Linked DNA regions of Mus musculus: region 1 is linked to region 2. A link is a contact called in public promoter capture Hi-C data. All regions are on one chromosome and are shown on one strand. The core of a region is the stretch at or near the end of the contact, and the rest is flanking DNA. Distances in the headings are between cores, read along the strand shown.

Region 1 (4,568 bases), core at 745-3,244, 590 kb before region 2:
TGTAGCTGTCTTCAGACACACCAGAAGAGAGCATCAGGTCTCATTACAGATGGTTGTGAGCCACCATGTGGTTGCTGGGAATTGAACTCAGGACCTTCGGAAGAATAGTCAGTGCTCTTAACCACCGAGCCATCTCACCAGCCCCCAGAAATATTTTTATAAACATAATAGTAAGGATTTGTTTCACTTAATATATAAAAGTTTGATGTGTCCATATATCGAAACTTATAAAATTATACTGGATAAATCTAGAGGAATACTGGCCACAACACAAAAAGCACAGTACCTTTAATAGCTAATTTCTTCTTTAAAGATAAAAACACAGTTACAGAAATACAACAGAGAAGGGCAAAAACAACTCACAAAGCAGCTGTGACAAGTAGATGAGAATTTAAAAATATTTGACCTTATTAGGCGTTTTAAGATACAGTGTTGGCCAATCAAATGACCAAACTCTGTTCAAAGGCCACTAAATCCTGATAAGCCTCTAGGGAAAGTATCAATTGGTGTAATTCCTCTGCAAGACAACTCGGCAGCACACAGCAACACCCTTCTAAAATGCTCACATACTTTGACCTAGAAATTCTAATTTGAGAGCTCCATCCAAGGAACATAATTTTGAAATAAAAGCCAAGTTTTATGCACAAACATTGCTAATTATGTTATTACTTGTAATGACTCAAAACAGCAAATCACAGAAATGTTCAATAATAATGGATCAATTTGTACAATTTTACATGATGAAATATTTATCCCAAATGCTTAATGGCAATGAAACAGGCGTATGAAAATTAAATAGAAAATGTGTGTGTGTGTGTGTGTGTGTGTGTGTGTGTGTAATATCCTCTTTCATGCTAAAAATGTTGAATATACACAGGACAGAAAAGCAAAGAAACATAAGATGTTAACAGTGGTTGTTAGAATTGTATGATTAAATTATTATTTATAGACTTCTCTTTTGGGTATCTACACTGAACTTATTTAAGTTGGAGAGAGAGAGAAAGAGAATGAGAATGTATATTATATATATGATTTATATAGCTCAATTAGGTTGTTTTACTTTCCAGAGTACAGCAGTGTTATATTTATAATTAAAACAGAGCCCAGATATAAAATCAACCCATAGGATGAGAAGCTTAAATATAGACTCAGAAGAATAGCACAGCGTATCTAAACCATTTTGAGGCCCTTCTCATGTTCATACATGCACTGTCTATGACACACAGGGAAGCTAAGTAATTTCTGGACTTTCATAACACTTACACTCATTTCCTTTAGCACGCACTTTCAAATTGGCAGTGACTAGGAATGGGTTTCAATCTGTGAAACACACTTTATAGTAATCTTTTCTCAAATACATCCTCACAAAAAATTAACATTAGTGGCTGCACTGATATCCCAGTGGTTAAGAGCACTTGCAGCTCTGTCAGAGAACTGGCATTTGGTTTCCAGCACCCACATCAGGTGTCTCCCAACTATATCTGACTCAGGTTCCAGGTGATACAATGTCCCCTTTGTAGGCACATGAATGTGTAAATAGAAGTAAAATATAAAAAGTTTAAAGAATTAATGTTTAAACAAATGCAGTTACAAATAGAACTCTCTCATAACTTACTTCCTTGGTATGTTAGTAACAAGCTAGGGTGATGGACAAAAGAATAATGAAAACATCTAAACCGGAAACAAGACCCTTTAATCCCAGCACCTGGGCAGCAGATGCAGGCAGATCTCTTTGAGGCAGGCTTGGGTGTAATCTAAACCTAAAGTTAACTATGTGTCTGTAACTGCCAAGGAATCTCAAGACACAGGACAGGTCACCTGGCTGAGGCACCCGGCTGTGCTCTATGTAGTTGTGTGACTGTGAAACAAGGAGATAAGGCTGAGAGTGGTGTGCCTAGCTTCTAAGGGCTTCCTCCCAGAGGATGCAGACAGGACAGGGTCTGCTAGGCAACACCAACTCCCTGGGGATCTCAACAGTCAAGGGAACTGGGTCTCTGGATGACTCTAGGATTCCAGGGCCTTGGACTGTGAAACTTCCAGCCGCTTCACAAGAGGGAAACATCTGCAGAACTCCCCCAAATTACTCAAGTGTCCTGCAGTCTCTCTGCTTAAAAACAGATGGCTCTCATTTGGGCCTGGATTAGCTTCTGCAATACCTTCTGATACTTTCTTAATAAAAAAAAAAAACTACCTTCTCTACTTAGATCAAGAGAGAAGTACTTGGCTGCCTAAGCACACTTCACCTGCCTTTACTCCTTGACTCTTCATAAAGAACATGATGAGGAGAGAGACTGAGACATGCTGGGTGACTCTGAGACATGCCGCTACCCTATTAGGTAGCAGAGATGGGACAGCAGGATGGGTAGTAGGAGAATCTAGCAGGGGTGGTAATGTCCAAAATATGGGGCATGTTTAGGCAGCATGACTGTGAGAAACTCACATGTCATACAGGGAGAATGCTGTCCTGAACAGATCTCAAAGCACTAATAAAATATCAGGGCTGGAGTGTCTGAGACCAAGAAGCAGAGCAGCAAGCCAGGGGGACAGGCCCAGTCCATTGGGTGCATGGGGAGTGTCACAAGGGACAAGACAAAGTCATAGGGATTGGTTGGCCAGGGGCCACATGCTATGACCTCTGCAACTATGCTCAGAGTTGACAGGGACACTTGATGGCTTGGGGTAGGCGTTATGCTTCAAGACTAAAGGGCCATGCTTATCTAACCTGCAAATCATTTTACATTCCTTTTGGTTAACTCCAGCTTCAAATAGGATGAGGCTGACTGAAGCTCTTGTTTTGAGATGTAAAAGGCAGAACCATCCCAAGTCTTGAGGCCTCCTCCTTTTATCAGTACGTGTAAATCAGCTTTCTCAGAATAGAGGACTGAGCGACTCTTCCCCTGCCTTGAGAAGGAAGGGAACAGGCAAACCAGAGAAGGCTGTGTTGTTCAGGTCTCCTTGTCTATTCCACAGAGTTCTGCAAAGGCCACTAAGTCATTCACATAGAGTCAGTGTGATTGCTTATAGGGATGCAGGATCTGTTATTTCTCCATCATCACCAAAGAAGGAAGAGGAAGGGGGAAATGGACGTTCTATACTGAGGGTAAGACAGTAAATATCCTTCAGTAATAACAAGACTAAGACAGAAAATATCTACCTTTTCAAAGAGACAACTGGGTTCTTAGACCAAACAAAACCATAACGTATACAATGTTTTAGAAAGACATTCGCACAGATACCTGCAAAGTGAAGACGACCGGCAAAGACCTGAGGCAGCAAGGCTTCCAGACAGAGTCAATTCGAACAAAGACCTCACAGCTGTGGTCAAGAGACCCTGAAAGTGCAAGGACTCCAATCTCCAGGAAAACAGCGATGAGACCAAATACCGAACAACTTGGTGAGGAAGTGCACACCGTGTGCCTTCCTGCACCCGCAGACTCCCTCGGACAGGCTTTGTTTTGTTTTTTGGGTTTTTTTAAAAAAACATAATGTGTAAGTAATTAGGCATAGGAAGTTGGGCGGGGAGAGCAATGCGGCCTGCAGCTTACAGAATCCACTCAGCAGGGCTCACATCAGGAGGAAGTGAAGCAGAGCACAGCCTTCACGTTTTATCACCTAGTAGGTTCACACATACAATGGCATCCAAATTCACAGCTCTAACTTTTTTCAAGGTGGTTACAACTCTGATTCAATGTCTGTCTTCACGGAAGGATCCTATGGCTTAGAATCTATCATGGAGGACTTGGGTGAGGGAGGGGTCAGTCCATATGCTCTGGGCAGGACTGTATTGATAACTAAAACACGCACGGACTCTTAAGGAGGAGAAGGAAGCTCTCAGGAAGCCCTCTGGGTCAGTGAGCACACAATGCACAGTGAGAGTTGAAGTCTACCTTCCTCTTTGAGCCCAGGTTTTCCCCAGACAGTCAGGACCCTCATCTCTCACAAGCATCTACACTCCCAGACCCCTAGGCTGACTATGTGTAGAAGAAAACAGGAGCAAATTCCCTGAGACAGTGCTTAGCAGCAAAGTCACACAATTAGACTTGGAAAGTGACATGGGAACCCAGGAAGAAAAGTCAGCTGGAAGAGAGTGTCTAAGGATTTGAGGAGCTGAGCACCTGTACAAAGGCCCAGAAGGATGGAGTAGGCGTGGCTGGGGGCGGGGCAGGCTCCCCACACAGTAAGAGGAGGAGCTACAAAGGCCCAGAAGCAAGGGGCATGGAAGAAAAGCCCTACACATCACCTGAGGAAGCGTGTCTTCTGCGGCACCGTGCACGATGCACGGAGCCAGAGAAGGGATGGGTAGGAACTGGGAGATTACGACCATGGCTGTCATCGGAATGAGAGTAAGACTATGGAGAAGAAAAAACAAAAAACAAAAAAAAAAAACAAAAAACAAACAAAACAAAACAAAAAAGAAAGCCAGGCGGTGGTGGTGCTCGCCTTTAATCCCAGCACTTGGGAGGCAGAGGCAGGCGGATTTCTGAGTTCGAGGCCAGCCTTGTCTACAGAGTGAGTTCCAGGACAGCCAGGGCTACACAGAGAAACCCTGTCTGAGAGAGAGAGAGAGA
Region 2 (5,272 bases), core at 184-2,683:
CCAGTGTTAACTCATTTAATACTACATTCCATCTATTTTCCTGATAATTTCATTTTATTTATGGCCAAATAAAATTCCACCGTGCACATGCAGTACATTTTTGTTATTATCTCTTGGTGGACATCCAGCATGCTCACCTGAAGTTAAATGTCCCTTCTGATCTTCCCTGCAAGACTCTCCATCATTGCTGCTTTGGCACTTGGTGCATTTTGCGGTGGGATAATGCCTCCTACGTGTGTAATGTTATTTGAGTAAAATGCCAGCATCCAAATTGTCTTTCCCTGAAGGCACAGCTTCTTGTTCTGTCACATCATCAGCTCAGTGATACAGTGATACAGTGACATGCTCATAAGCATGGTCAAGGAGGTAGGTGCTCCTTTCCAAACAGTGCTGTAAGTGTGCCTAATGGTAGAGTGTTTACCTGGTATGTATGTGCAAAGCCTTCCTCTGACCGCCCAGCATTGCAAACTCGGAAGCACAATCTTACATAGAAAGTTGTGGCTAACTCTGAGTATTAAGATGAGTTTTCTGGAGAGGGATGCTCTTAGAGTTTATCTATTTTCCTAACGAAGCAGAAAAGTGAAGAACAAGTAAGTCTCTCAGCCATTTGCACCTTAGAGGACCACCACAGTGGTCACTCATCCTCCCCTTTCAGAAGCTATTTGTCAGCCTTCTTTCGTTTTCAGAGCATTACCCAGTGTCTAATAGGATGAAAGAATCTCTTCAGGCCCGATAGCTAGCCACTTTTTAGAGCTCCAGTTGCATGTCAGTACATGGCTCAACTCCCCTAGTAAATTGCTGAGGAGAAAGGCACCTGCTCTCAAGCATTTAACTGATTCTGGCAGCCCTTGAACTTCGAGAGCAAAGGTTGCTTGTGCTACTGTCTCATTTATAAATAATTCTGCAGTCTGCTTGCCTTTCAACTCCTTTTACTTTTACTTCATGGAAACCTCTCTCTGACTGGAAATAAAGCCTGGAGCCTCACAGCACCATTGCACCCTGGGTTAACCTAGACTAGCTGAAGAGGTGGCAGCTCGGGGAAAACTAGATAATGAAGTAGACAGTGTCAATAATGAGGTTGGTTATTCAGAAGAACTTTGTGTTTTGGTTTTGGGGGATGACCTGGCACTATGTAGCCCAGGCTAGTCTTGAATTTGGGTAATCCTCCCATCTCAGCCTGCCAAGTGCTGGGATTCTGGGGTTATTCTCTTCCATCTGAACTTTAACACACACACACACACACACACACACCCCTCATAGGAACAGAGAGGAGCATGTTTCTGCTTGTCATCCCTGAGGTGGGAAGCAGTTCTTCCAGCAGAGTCCCTGTGTCCCATACTACTGGATGTTTATGCTGTCTTAACAGGAGCCCAATTCTTCTGGATTATTCTTTACCTAACTCTCAAAATAGCACTGTTACACAATAGAAAACTGTCAGGTTGTGTAATCTCTTTCCTCAAATCCAGGAAAGACTTGTTGATTGCTTCATGGTAGGTAGATGACTGGGAGTGGAAAGTTGATCTGGGCAGCTGGGGGTCTGCCTGATGTGTTAGAAGCCAGGGTTTTCCTAGTGTGCAATAGAGAGAGAGAAAGACCATTTTCTGGCCATATGATACGATGAGGCTTCAGTGTTTCTTAGGAACGGATGTAATCTTCACCAATGACTTAGAAATACATGCTTGTATCTTTTACCCAGAAGCAGAAATACAGGACTATGGAAATTGAGCTGGGTTTAAGGGATAAGGAAAAAGTTTAGATGTTACCATAGGTTTCAAGGGAAATGCATGGCAAAAGTGCATTTAGATGCCTCTGTTTTTCCCCAGTATCTTTTTGGTTGTCTATGTCCTGTGGAAATGGTTTCCGGGGTGTCAGATGACTGGCTGAACAGGAAAGAATATATGTTTGTAAGACTTTTCTCTAAAAATTATTTTTCTTATGTGTATAGGTATACATGTTTATCAGAAATTGTAGGCTTGAACTGAAGTGACTGAGAGGGGGCATTTACAGTTTCGTATTCTATTAACAAGTACTCTCAACAGCATGGTCAGAACTAGAGACTGCAGTGTGAAATGGAAGAAGCCGGGTGGAGATAGAGACGGACCTACAGTCTTACTTGCATGTGTGATCTAAGAGTTGGTCTCAGTCGGTTACAGGGCCAAGGAGGAGGGAGAGTAGTGAAAGCTTGGTCAGTTATCGCCAGGTAAGAGCTGCAAGTCCTGCTGTGAAGTAGAATGACTATAGATAGTTGCTTTTAAAAGTCATGAAAGACTTCAATTATCTGTACCATAAAGATGCGATAAATGCTTGGGAGATTGATATGCCTAAGCAAATGTAAACATGACACAATCCATTTATTTATGACAACATCACATTTTTAAAATTAAAAAATGTTTTAGACTTATGTATTTTGTGAATATGAGCATTTTACCCACATGTATATGTTTCTGATGTGTGTTCCTGGTGTGTGTAGGTTAGAAGAGGGCTTTGGACCACCTGGAACTCATCACATATGATTGTGAGCTGCCATGTGGGTGCTTGGAATTAAACCTGAGTCCTGCAAGAATAAATGCTTAACCATTGAGTCAGCCCTGATTTTTAATTTTTAATATGTCAAATTTTAAATTAAGAGAGAGGTAAGTTATTCTAAATTGCCACTTTAACCTAAAAACTAAATTCAAATATATAGCCAGAAGACCAACACACCTAGAAAAACAGTTAGCAGTGGTGTGATATGCCTTTCTTTGCTATTTTATAAGCTTCCAGTGGAAATAAATCTACTTTACAAGTTGTAAATATTCAGCCAGGCACTGGTGCATACAACTGTAATCGCAGTGCTCGAAAGGCAGAGGCAGGTGGATCTCAATAAATTCCAGGCCAACCTGGTCAACATACCGAGATCCAGGAAAGGGAGGAAGGACTATATAGATCCTTTCTCAAAAGTCAAAACAGAACAGAAGTTGTAGGGACTCAATTTGTAGAGGAAAGCAGGATTAAATTAAGTTTGGCAGTTATGATTCTTTTCATAATGAAAGCCTCAACTACTTTGATTCAGGTTCACATTAATGGTGCTGTGCATACTCATGTGTTCTTTGGGAGCATTATTTGGGAGGTAGAGGCAGGCAGCTCCCTCAGAATTCAAGCCCAGCCTGGTCTGTATAGGTCAGCCAGGGATACAGAATGTCTCAAAAACAACAAAAGTTCATGTTAGTATTCTGCTATGTGTATTTTGGGAAACAGGTACAGGACAGAATCTACAAGCACTGGAGTGAGGAAAGAGCTTTCCAGCTGACAGCTTGGTTAGATACCTGGTGGTGAGCAGAGTGTGCACCCTCTTGTGTTTACTTCCCGGATTCTAGGTATTTCCCTAGGAATTTGCAGAAGTGGTCAGCCGGGGGATTGGTGGAATCTCATTAACCTGGGGCAGGGGAAGGACATGCAAATAAACCAAGGTTTGGTTTGGTTTTGTTTTAAACAGGTTTATTGACAAGAAGGAAAGACTAAGCCAACTTAAGAACAAGCAAGAAGAATTTCAGAAAGAGTAAGTCTTTAAAGTCTTTTAATCTGTAGAAGTTTGTCTGTTGCTTCTGTGTGCAGATTTGTGAATTGCCACCCCATTTAGTAGACTATCTTTTTTTGTTGTTGTTGTTTCTTGTTTGTTTGTTTTTGTTTTTGGTTTTTTGAGACAGGGTGTCTCTGTGTAGCCCTGGTTGTCCTGGAACTCACTCTGTAGACCAGGCTGGCCTCGAACTCAGAAATGCGCCTGCCTCTGCCTCCCAAGTGCTGGGATTAAACGCGTGCGCCAACATGCCCGGCCAGATAGAATTTTTTTTGTTTTTTGTTTTTTTGTTTTTTGAGACAGGGTTTCTCTGTATAGCCCTGGCTGTCCTGAAACTCACTCTGTAGACCAGGCTGGCCTCGAACTCAGAAATCCGCCTGCCTCTGCCTCCCCAGTGCTGGGATTAAAGGTGTGTGCCACCACGCCTGGCTAGAATGTTTTAAGATGCAGATTCTTGGACTCCTAGCCTCTGACACTCTGATGTAGTAAGTCTAGGGTAAGGCCCAGGACTGAGTTGTTAGTTGGCCCCTTATGACATTTTTTACCTTAGATTTAAGTTTAAGAATTTTTGTAGAGAGCTGGACAGATGCTCGGTGGTTAAGAGCACCGACTGCACTTCCAGAAGTTCTCTGAGTTCAATTCCCAGCAACCACATGGTGGCTCACAACCATCTTATAATGGAATCTGATGCCCTCTTCTGGTGTATCTGAAGGGAGCAGTGGTGTACTCATATATATATAATACAAATAAATCTTAAAAAAAAAAAGAATTTTTGTTGACCCTTCTGTCCTAAACTGACCTGGTAGCTCTCCTGTAGTGCCTGGTGGTCTTTGGTCCTTACTACAGCTGTTCTTAGCCAGGGGTGGCAGTATGCAAAAGACTGAGTTCGAGATTAACCTGGGCACATAGCAAGAGCCAGTTTTGAAAACAAAAGCAAAAACTAGGCAGGCCTGGAGAGATGGGTCAGCCTTCCAGAGGCCCTGGGTTTCATTCCTGGCATCCCCGTGGAGGCTCAGCAACAGTCTGCAAGTCCAGCTCCAGGAGACTGGCCTGATGCCCCACCTGGCATTTCCTCAGGCCCAGGTACACCCATGGCGCATACACATACACATGTAGACAGAACACCTGTATACATAATACAGAATTTTTTTTTGGTTTTGCTTTGTTTTTCGAGACAGGGTTTCTCTGTATAGCCCTGGCTATAACCTTTGTAGACTAGGCTGGCCTCGAACTCAGAAATCCGCCTGCCTCTGCCTCCCGAGTGCTGGGATTAAAGGTGTGTGCCACCATGCCCAGCTAATACAGAATTAAAAAAAAATAGATTTATATCTTTTGAGTTTTATAAGACTGTCAGTAAGGGTTTCCATCTGTCTCTTTCCCATACAGAGTACTAAAAGCTATGGAAGGAAAGCGGCTTACAGATCAGTTGGTAAGTCCCAAGAAGTATTTAAGCTAATTTTCTTCATATATGAGGGTGCATATTTTTTAAATTGGTGGCACTTAAAGAAATAATTATTTAATTTAGTTTTTCACCACATTTGACAGCCTGGTGTTTACATTTATTTGTAGTATGGCCTTCTAAACTTTACATGGAGATATGCCAAATGGAATAGCCAATTAAATTATACAACTATCATAAAGGATAATTATACAAATCTGCTGTTGGCAAACTAATATAGAACCAATAGAGCAATCGTTTTGTAACGATTACTCAAA

The links. Promoter capture Hi-C pulls out the DNA fragments that hold promoters and counts their contacts.
Region 1: a contact with region 2 is called in a promoter capture Hi-C map of liver, with 2.1 times the contacts expected there. The contact joins two enhancer-like sites. A contact is called at or near these places in 4 of 39 promoter capture datasets (hippocampal neurons, liver, pre-B cells and 1 more) and 4 of 115 datasets of contacts at active chromatin or transcription factors (embryonic stem cells, neural tube and stem cell-derived neural progenitor cells).

Annotation. Positions count from the first base shown.
Region 1 is chr14:48,149,142-48,153,709 of GRCm38.p6, reverse strand. All of the region lies in intron 1 of Peli2 (pellino 2), which reads right to left. Among named protein-coding and RNA genes, the nearest start is that of Peli2, 31 kb to the right of the region's middle. Within about 2 kb of position 1,994, at least 16 of the 459 cell types and tissues checked have an H3K27ac peak or open chromatin away from gene starts, as enhancers often do. A contact at or near this core is called in liver, where this site is marked.
Region 2 is chr14:47,558,887-47,564,158 of GRCm38.p6, reverse strand. Atg14 (autophagy related 14) reads left to right here. Exons shown (of 10, transcript NM_172599.4): 2 at 3,476-3,538; 3 at 4,943-4,985. Among named protein-coding and RNA genes, the nearest start is that of Atg14, 6.9 kb to the left of the region's middle. Within about 2 kb of position 1,433, at least 8 of the 459 cell types and tissues checked have an H3K27ac peak or open chromatin away from gene starts, as enhancers often do. A contact at or near this core is called in liver, where this site is marked.